3 separate regions of the Sus scrofa genome follow, and all the other regions are linked to region 2. A link is a contact called in public Hi-C and HiChIP or PLAC-seq data. All regions are on one chromosome and are shown on one strand. The core of a region is the stretch at or near the end of the contact, and the rest is flanking DNA. Distances in the headings are between cores, read along the strand shown.

Region 1 (3,296 bases), core at 358-2,857, 390 kb before region 2:
AATGCCACGCTGGAACACAAATGGGCATTGATGAGAAGCATCCAATCCAGAATAGCTAGAAGATTCAGGATGAAGAATGGATGACCTATGGAGTGAGGGTCCTGAGAAGACAGGGGAAACAGGATCAGAACACCTTTAGACCCAGAGTACGTTTACACTAATTGGCATTTGATAAGCTGACGGGCTCTTCTGCTACTCTAACAGAAGGAATGGAGAGGACAGGAGTAAATTTGACGGCACAAGCTGAGGGAGTGTCACCCTGTGCCTTTCATTCTCACTGTGGAGAATGAGGCAGTCGTCCCTGGAGGAGGGAGTGGGGGTGGAGGGCAGTCAGAAACTGGGGTAGAGTGGAGGCTGTAGGTAACAGCTGAGAGCAGTGTGTAAGAATGTAGGCTGTGATTGGGGTCAAAGTTGGTCACAATTTATCACGATATCAATATTCCTGGCTCTGTGCTTTTCTCCTGCAATGTTCAACTGCTTTGGTGGGTGAGCAAAACACAAGTGGGTGGGCTCATTGAGATTACAGCCTTGCCAGGAGACAGTGACAGAAGAGAAAAGCAAAAGACTGAAGAAAGACGTTATGATGTAAATTCTTATGATATATTTATATAATCTATTTTCCAGAGGAGGTAAGGGATGATAAATGTCTTCAGAGTGAATCTCAGTAATAGTACAGCTAGCATTTATTAAACATCTATTAGGAGGCAGACACTGTGCTTGACACCTACCTGAACTCATTTAATCTTCCCAAGAGTCCAACACAGTAAGTACTATCAACCTCGTTTTATACACTTGCTTTAGAGAACTGAATAAATGTATAGAGTAATGGAGTCTGGGTTCAAATTGATTTCTCTTTGATTCAATGTCTGTATACTGCCTTGCAGCCTTCAATTCAGGTACATGGAAACTGAGCCAAGTGACAAGAATGGTCCTGAATGTCACGAGAAAGTGAGTTTGGATTTTTCATCTTGATATTTCCTGATGTGAATTTGCAATTGCATGGAAAAGCTAAGCACCCTTTAAATGCAAAAGGCATTGGCTGGTATTACCATATTATTTCCATCCAGGGCACATGGAAGACAGGATACACCATGTGGGCTGTTGGTGTAAGCATGCCCTGGGTTTATGGATAACTAGGTCCTTTTCCTGGGTTCCACTTTCATGCTGAAAAGACTGGTATAGGTCACAATCTCCACTCCCCTTTCCTTGACAGGAGTCCTTCTGCTGCTCCTTTCCTTCCAGTGGCCAGATGCTCCTGTTTAACACAGTGAGTCAGTCTCTTTGGATAGCTCTCAAGTGCCTACCTTCCTTTTAATGAAATACATATTGCTGAGGGCTGACTATGTTTCATGAATGGCAGCAGCCACTGTCTCAAAAATTTCTATTTAATTTTCACAAAACCTTGATAAGTACTGTTAAAGTGATTTTACATAATGAAGAAAGTGAAAACCTTGTTTACCTCTCTCTGAGAGTTCTATCCAGGACCAGTTTCACAGCCCTTTCCCCTAAAAGCTCTACAGCACTGTCAGAATCCAGAGAGCCTTCCAGCCTTTCTGGAGTCATGCTTTAAATATAACTTGAAAAAAAGGGATTGCTCAATCTCCTTTGGAAGGATGACCATTGCTTAACAGCTGGAAGTGTCTCCTCCATTACTGGAACTGGTTGCCCAGTACTGGGATTACTGGAAAGGGCTTTATGACTGGGACACTTAGTCAAATACGGGAAAATTTTTAGGAGCATTTCTGAAAGAAACAAATGGGTCCCCTTTGATAAAGATATGGATCCAGAAACAGAATGATGTGACGGAAGGCACCCAAGCAACACTGAGGTGGGATGGATGTGGAGCAATGGTGGTGAGCTCAGGGAGGCAGTGAGGACAAGGTTTAATCACTAGAAGGGAGAAACAGGTAGAAGCGGTGGACTTTTACCAAAAGCCTAGACCTCTATAGGACTCTGTCCAAGTGGCTGGAGAATCTGTCTGGAGACTAGGAACTCGGAGCTTGAGCTCTTTCTCTGACCTTACAGATGATGTGGGGACATCATTGACTTCACCAAAGCCTCCTTTCTCCCGCTTGTGCTTCTAGACTTGGATACAAAATAAGCCTGTTGCTGGGAACCCGTCAAGAGGTTTCATTTGCTGCCTAAGTTCTGGTCCTCACAGATACCCATTTCCACACCTACTGCAGATTCATTTTGGAGAAATAAATTGCAATGCTCCAAAGAAATACTGCTCTAATCCAGCTCCTAGAAATGCAAAGAATTGCTTTCAAATTTACCAAAAGTCCTTGAATTTGAAAAATACCTCTGACAAGGGTATAGAAATCAAAGCTCTCCCTTCCCTACAAAATTTAAAAATACCTTCTACCCCGGCAGAAATCAAGGATGTGATAAGCAACTAACAGATGCTCCAGTTTAAATGACAAAGTTTAGAGCCACAAAGTCTTACATTCAAATCCTCTAACCGGGGTTCCTGTTATTGCTCAGTAGTTAGTGAACCTGACTAGCATCCATGAGGTTGAGGGTTCAATTCCTGGCCTCCGCTCAGTGTGTTAAGGATCCGGCATTGCTGTGAGCTGTGGTGTAGGTCGCAGACACGGCTCAGATCCTGTGTTGCTGTGGCTCTGGCATAGGCCAGTGGCTACAGTTCCGATTGGACCCCTAGCCTGGGAACCTGCATATGCCGCAGGTGCGGCCCTAAAAAGACAGAAAGACCAAAAAAAAAAAAAAAAATTCCTCTAACCAGCTGTGTTTTTGGGCAAGCCCCTTATGCTTTCTGAGCCTTGATTTCCTATTAGACAATAACAACAAAATACAAACAACAACAACAAAAAACCCTGTACAACAAAGCTCACATTTACATTGGAAATGTTTTATAAACTGGAAAACATTAAATGTTATTATTATTATTGTTCCTTAATTCAAAACAACTAATGGACATCATCTATAGACCAAGACAGTGCTAACTGCTAAAGGTACAAAGAAGTAAGTTACACCTGGATGGAGGTGAAAAATTTCATAAATCTCGCTTCTGCTTAAAATAGGTAGAAGACAATAAAATCCAATATGCAAACTTACTCTACTAGGATTGTGAAATGGGTTATAAAATTTTCCTTCAACTTTAAAACATGTATTGTAACTCTGAATCTTATTTTTGTTATGGCATATTTATCTTTTTTTTTTTTTTTTGTCTTTTTGTTATTTCTTTGGGCCACTCCCGCAGCATATGGAGGTTCCCAGGCTAGAGGTCGAATCAGAGCTGTAGCCCCCGGCCTACGCCAGAGCCACAGCAATGCAGG
Region 2 (3,440 bases), core at 290-2,789:
TCACATAGTTCATATGTAAATGAATGAGAGTGGATCACTTATGGAGATCAGAGAGACTATTCACTGGAATGATGTGTTAATGGTAAAATAAGTACATCGAATGGATTAGGAGTTAAAGGCAACCCTCCAAGACACCTTGGAATGGCACCACACAAAGAAGGAAGGCAGAGTCTGAGATAGAAAATGTCTATGATCTAAGATTTGTGTCAATTTCTTTGGGCTCTAAAAGTCAATTTTCTCCCAATTTCAATGGGTGTGACTCTTTCCCAGATGCAACTGAGCCACAAATCTTGGGTTGTATTCCAGAGCCCAAGAAAACCAGATCTTCAGAAAAATTAAATAACAGCAAAGCCAAAACAAGGTGAAGCACCCAGAAGACTCTGGAAAAGAGTCTTCAAGTTAAGCAGCCCTGAAAAAGTTGGAGCATGCACGCCATGCAGAAAACAAATGGGCCGCACTTGAAACATGTCTCCCATGTGGAGACTTGTCCGGAGTCATCAACTTTAACCAACTTTTTATGTGAAAAGGTCATTTAACACACTTCTGAGAGATGCCAATGGCTGGCCTCCCCAAAGGATTCAAAGAATCTAAGTTTGGGCAGAAAAATTGTGCACACACAAAGAGACACTATACCACTTGCCAAACCCTGCATCAGACACTGGAAATACACATTCCAGCACTACCGGCAATCAAGACACTGGGAATCTAATTGTGGAGTTAAATGACAACAAGCACCAAAAACCTAAAGAGCTAAATGATAATCATGGAGCTGATTAGGTGAGAAGTCTGAAAACATGACACACCTGGGGTTGCTGAAGAGTTCTCCCAATCTAGCTGCCATCATTCTGATGTACCCTTACTGGCTGCACAGCCTTGGAAAAGTTACTTGAGCTCTCTGTGCTTATATGTGTCCTCATTCGTAAAATGGTTAAGATGATGATAGCCCTCGGTTTAAATGTGAGCTCTGATTACTGATCTATGCCTGGGCCTATGAGGGGCAAAAAAACCTACCAAACAGAATCTCAAATGCCAGAATAGAAGGGCCCTTACGTTCAACAGAGTCCAAGTGTTTCTTTTACAAAGAGTATAACTGAGGTCCAGGGAAGGGAGAAATGTGCCCACAACCATTGGTAAATCAGCAGCTGATCCAGGTAAGCAGCCAGGCTTGGTGATTTATGATGCCAGGTGCTGTTCACTAACACACAGAGTTGGTCAGAACTGTGAACTAATAGACGTCAAGGCTTAAAACAGTACCTGGCTCAAAGGCAGCAGTGTGGATGTATTTGCTATTATTATTGCTTACTTGATTGCAATAATATGCTGACACATTTATAGGGTGATTTATAGTTTATAAAGCCTTCCATATCCATTATTTCATTTAATCAACACAACTCCAAGAATCATGATTCCCCAGGTTCTGATGAGAAGACTGGGTCAAATGAAGCTTGGAGAGGTTTTTTGGTTTTCCCGGGATCCCATAGCTAGGTAGGAGAGAAGTGCAGCCCAGAACTCATATTTTCCACTATTGAGTTTAATGGCCTTGCCTTTCACATGATACTACACCACAGTTACCGCTAGCCCCAGACTACAGATTCCCATAGCAGCTTTTTATTGGGGAATTTCCTAATTGTCAAATCCTTCTACCTAAAGGAACAAACTCAAAGGCATCAAATTTTACTTTGCTTTTGCTACAGCTGGGAGAAACCTAGCAGAAGGAATGTCTTCCTTGGATCTGAGCTTTCTTCCTGTCTTTGAAGCAAGATAGCCCTTCTGCTGAAGACAGGGGCAATGCATAAAGAAAGGCCAAAACTAGGAGAAAGGAGGAGGGAAAGAGGAGAGAAATAACCACACAATGATGTATAACTAAGCCAGAGTGTTCCAGCTATTGATGATGAGCCAGTTCTTCTTAGGTCGAAAAATTTAACATCGTCTTGCTGTATGAATCTCTCAGCTTGAAATAAGACATCAAGATGGGCAGCATGATCCTCTCTTTCACAATTATCTCTTCCCATCAAAGTGAATTAATTTCTCAAGTGAATAATATCAAAGAACTGGCCTGAGGTGAGTGAAGTTCTTTTAAAAAAGAACTTGGTTAAGGGACTATGGAGGGTTTCTTACCTCGTGAGTAAAAGTAAAAGAATTTCTAATTATGGGCATCCAACTATCATCTGTGTTACATGTATCTATCTATCTACCTACTATCTAATCAAGAAAAGCTTTAGTAAGGAAGTGAAAGTTCTTGATTTTAGCTCTAGTTGGTCACCAACTAGTAAAGAGTCACCAAAGCCTCCTGGGCCTCTATTTCCTCATCTGTCAAGTGCAGGCTTGGACAAGGTTGACAAAGGCCATTCCAGCACTCCAAAAAACAAAAACAAAAACAAAAACAAAAAAACAAAAGGAAATATCCCAAATAAACAGGACAAAAAAAAAAAAAAAATGCCATGATGGTCAAGCCAACTGTTTCAGAAAAGTTAAAGAAAGTGTTGTTTACTCCATAATCCCTGGTTTTGAATGCAAGAAACACGTCATTTAAAATCACCCATATTCATGCTTTTGATGGTGAAAAAGTCCACCACCAAAAGCCAACAAAGTTTTGCTTAAAAACAAGCTATTTTCAGGAACAACTCTCCAAGCTAAAGCCCTAATTCACAAAATTGAGTTTGGCTGGTATAACACTGTCTTCTTTCTGCAATTATTAGGCTCTAAAAGGGTTGCTTTTTTTTTTTCCTCCTAGCAACATTTCATTTGAAAAGTGTTTGATCCTGAAATAAACCTGTAATTTCTCCTATGGAGAGGGAGGGCAGGTGAAGATCTATAGCTTAGCTCAAATAACTTCATATTTCACACAAGATTATTACAAGATCACTGATGTGAACCTTGAGAATTTTAGCAATAAAGTCATGCTATCCAAAGAATGTTCGACAGAACGTGGGTCTGGGAAATCAGCCACAAAATGGTTCTGTGATAAAATAAATTTGAGAAAACCTGAACGGTGTGGTTATTGCTTTTACCTATAAATCTTCTCAGAGTTAATCATGCTAAGGGTGCATGAAGGGTCTCCAAAATGGAGATTGCTAAAAAAGCAACTGATTCCCAACCTGAACGGACCACGTGTGGAGCAAGTATCCTATGGAGCACATTTAGGAAGGAATGTTGGCAGGGATGTAGCTTTGCCCCTGACAGTATCCTATTTCTGAAAGATAAGGTCTACAGTTCAATCAGGAACATGTATTTTAAATTTATCTTTATTCACACCAGATTTTATAATAGATGTAACAATAACCAACTAAAAACTTTGACAAAGTGACTTCTGTTTCTTGAGACTGTCTTATAAGTACAAAAGAAGCCTCATCCCACAAAGGCTGGGTTTTCCCTGCACTACAGATAAGCTCTGATGTCAAGCAATGCTAAGAGGAACTTCCTTCCACCCCTTCGATTGT
Region 3 (3,522 bases), core at 157-2,656, 440 kb after region 2:
AGAAGTGTTTTCCATGGTTTCAGATTCTGACTTGTTTCTTTTCTTCCTACCGATCTTTGCGCACGCTTTCCTGCCTTTGATCCTGGGCCTGGAAATCTGCTGTTTGCACAGGAGTGACCAGAGGGCTGAGATCTCTCCTGCCTTCTAGAGTGAAGGAGGAAACCTCATGTGAAGCCAGTGCTAAGGTCTGAGGGCTCGCAAGACTCCCACTCTTACATTGCCTGAAAAGTACTTTTGGTTTCTGGCATTCTATAGCACATCTTTTTTTTTTTTTCTTTTTTTCCGGCTGCACCTGCAACATATAGAAGTTCCCGGGCCAGGGATCAAACCTGCACCACAGCAGTGACCTGAGCCATACAGTGACAACGCTGGGTCCTTAACATTCTTCACCACCAGGGAACTCCTATATCACATCTTTTTAGCTTTAGGAGATTTGTCAGAGCTCTCTGTGTATATGTACGTGTGCATGCATCCTGATATTTTCTGTAAAAGTGTAAGGAAACAGTTAGAGCAAGGTCTCTGCACTGTTTACGTCTCCCCACTCAGGATCTTCCAGTGGCCCCATTGCCTACAGGGCGCATTTTAACCTTGGATGTTGGCACTCAAATATAGGAACAGGGCCTGGCCAAAAATTGGCACTGGGTAAATATTGTTTGAATATAAACAAGGCAGGTGTCTAGGACCTAGGTGATCCCTTCTGCCCCACCTCTTCCAGAATGTTTAACACCCCCTTCCCTCTCTTTACATCTTTGCTGTAGTTGAACACACTGCCCACCTTCCTCCACTGCCCTGACTCTGGTCCCTCCACACCCCTGTTCGAGAACACTTGCTGACCCACATAGTCAAAGTGAATTTCTGTCTGCTGAATACAGGTGCTCCTTTGTGAAGTATTTCCCAACTCCTTCTCCAGGCTTCATTCACATGGACATCCTCTATCATCTTAAGTACCTAACTGATCTCCCTCACTCAAGTATAACCTGGAGGACAGGACCCATTTCATCCCTCTCTGAGTTCCCCACTACCCCGAGCAGAGGGCTGAGCACGTGGCTGCTGCCCAGACAGGCTCTCTCGCTTGAACTGTAACCTAGTCACCTTCTCCTCTAGCTCGGTAGAGAAGGAATGGTGTGTCTTCACTCTTTTCTCCTCCATTGAAAGCTGGGTTAGGAATTATTTCTGGCCTCACCTCTGACCTAAATCTACACAAGTATATCCTGATAACCACACCCACAGATGATGGGGTGAGCAAAAATAGCCGCTGGAACTGTGTAACATAGCGGCCCATGCATGCCTCTCCAGGCCCTTGCTCAGCCCTGGAAATTTACAGGAATGTATAGTTGTGCTCTTGTTAAGCCAGCTCGAAACCTGTTTTGCTTGAGGCTTCTTCCCTCAGCAGGTATGTCGGGCTGTGATAAGTGTTGCCAACTGGGACAGGAGGACACCCAGCCTGTGCCCAGGCTTTATTTATCTCAGTGCAGCAGGGCTCCACCAGCTTTTTGATCCTGAATCATGAACCAGGGAGCCCTTTGAATTCTTTCAAGCCAAGAAGGCATTCTGAGGCAAATGGCAATAACCAGGCATGACTTACGGACTCTCAGAACATGGGACATCAGAGCTGGAGGTAACTTTCAGAATCACCAAATCTGACTCTTCATTTCACAGATGACAAACCAGATTAGCATTGTTTTGCTGTTAAAATGAGGGGAATAGACAATATGCATCCACTTAGGAATTCCCATCCTTCCATTCAATGGTCTATCAATCAACTCATCTGCTAACTATCCACTAACACCAGGTACCCAGCCCTCCTGGGTTCTGTATATAAAAGCATAATTGTGGGAGTTCCCATGGTGGTTCAGTGGGTTAAACACCCAACCTAGTGTTCGTGAGGATGCTGGTTCGATCCCTGGCCTCATTCAGTGGGGTAGGATCTGGTATTACCACAAACTGTGGCATATGTCACAGATGCAACTCAGATCTAGTGTTGCTGTGGCTGTGGTGTAGGCTGGCAGCTGCAGCTCCAATTTGACCCCTGGTCTGGAAACTTCCATATGCTTCAGATGTGGCCCTAAAAAGAAAGAAAAAAAAGCATAGCCAAGACACGGCCCCTGCTTGTCATGCATACACACACGCATAATTATGATTCAATGTGATAAATTATAGTGCAAGTGTGAACGAAGCATGTTCTGGGCACAGAGAAGGCAATGACTGGTCTGCTCCGCATGGAAGAGTGAGGGGAGGCTTTTAAGAAGAGGAGACATTCAAACAAAACTTTGAAGAAAGGGAAGGCATTCTGTAAAGGAGGGAGGAGGGTGATCAGAGAATGAGGGCAAGCCTGTGCCTGTGCTTTGCCTCAGAAGAGTGGGCAGCATGCCAGAAGGGCAGTGGGCTTTGGTGGGATCCCAGAAAAGGCCATGTGGTGTGAGGTGCAGGCATGTGCTGTGGCCAAGGTGAACGTGATGCGGAAGCCTAGGGTGGAGATCTTGGTAGCTGTGCCTACTGCCTGAGCTTTATCTTGGGGGTGACAAGGAACTTTAAAAGTTTCCATATGGGGAGTTCCCATTGTGGCACAGTGGAAATGAATCCAACTAGTATCCATGAGGACTCGGGTTCAATCCCTGGCCTTGTTCAGCAGGTCAGGGATCCGGTGTTGCTATGGGCTGTGGTGTAGGTCACAAACACAGCTCAGATCCTGTGTTGCTGTGGCTGTGGTGTAGACTGGCGGCTGCAGCTCTAATTTCACCCCTAGCTTGGGAACTTCCATATGCTGAGGGTGCATCCGTAAAAAGAAAAAATAAAAAAATAAAAAAAGAGTTTCCATATGGAGCTGTGTCACATCAAATGTACATTGCATTAAGGCCTCTCTGGCCACAGTAAGAAGAGATAGAGACTGTAATTGGGGCTCTTGTAATTGTCCTAGAATAGTAAAGGCAGCTAGTGAGCTTTCAGATGTGTAAATCAGATCATGCCACCTCCTTCTTATGACCTTCCATACTCTGTATCTGTCTGTGAACTGGGTTTACTCTTCATCATAAATTACAGCTTTTTTTTTAATAGTGCTTACTACTGTATTAAATCATCTTGCTTATTTGTTTGCATGTGAATTGCCTGTCTCCAGTCCTAAAATGAGAGACCCATCCAGGCCAGAGCCACGTGTGTCTTAGTCACCACTGTATCTCTGGATTTAGTACAGCGCCTGGGAGGCAATAGGAGCCTACAAAATGTTTGCAGAATGATTGATGAGAATTTGACCTCGGGAAGTGATCCTGAGGACAGAGAGAAGATGGCCTTTCAAGGTGGAAACATGAATCCTCCCTTTGTAGATTCATTATGTACTTAATGAGTGAATGGTAGCTGCTCCTCCTCAGATAGAGGATGAAGTTTTATGATCTTAACTGACTGACATTACTACCCACATCTGAGAATTTTTATGGCAGGCAGCCCCAGCTTTCCTCTTGCCCTCTTCACTCCAAGTGTTCCTACAAATTATCAGTCCCTGGAATGTAACCATCCAAGGATCCTCTT

What was found. A called contact is a pair of places that touch in the nucleus more often than the background predicts. HiChIP or PLAC-seq counts read pairs in DNA pulled down with a chosen protein or histone mark.
Region 1: a contact with region 2 is called in an H3K27ac HiChIP or PLAC-seq map of skeletal muscle. The contact joins two enhancer-like sites. A contact is called at or near these places in 2 of 2 datasets of contacts at active chromatin or transcription factors (alveolar macrophages and skeletal muscle).
Region 3: a contact with region 2 is called in a Hi-C map of skeletal muscle, with 4 times the contacts expected there. The contact joins two enhancer-like sites. A contact is called at or near these places in 1 of 47 Hi-C or Micro-C datasets (skeletal muscle) and 2 of 2 datasets of contacts at active chromatin or transcription factors (alveolar macrophages and skeletal muscle).

The regions. Positions count from the first base shown.
Region 1 is chr13:126,377,347-126,380,642 of Sscrofa11.1, reverse strand. All of the region lies in intron 8 of LPP (lipoma-preferred partner), which reads right to left. Among named protein-coding and RNA genes, the nearest start is that of MIR28, 97 kb to the right of the region's middle. Within about 2 kb of position 1,607, at least 9 of the 83 cell types and tissues checked have an H3K27ac peak or open chromatin away from gene starts, as enhancers often do. A contact at or near this core is called in skeletal muscle, where this site is marked.
Region 2 is chr13:125,983,845-125,987,284 of Sscrofa11.1, reverse strand. All of the region lies in intron 2 of LPP (lipoma-preferred partner), which reads right to left. Among named protein-coding and RNA genes, the nearest start is that of LPP, 200 kb to the right of the region's middle. Within about 2 kb of position 1,539, at least 1 of the 83 cell types and tissues checked has an H3K27ac peak or open chromatin away from gene starts, as enhancers often do. A contact at or near this core is called in skeletal muscle, where this site is marked.
Region 3 is chr13:125,544,190-125,547,711 of Sscrofa11.1, reverse strand. No RefSeq gene overlaps it. Among named protein-coding and RNA genes, the nearest start is that of BCL6, 160 kb to the right of the region's middle. Within about 2 kb of position 1,406, at least 4 of the 83 cell types and tissues checked have an H3K27ac peak or open chromatin away from gene starts, as enhancers often do. A contact at or near this core is called in skeletal muscle, where this site is marked.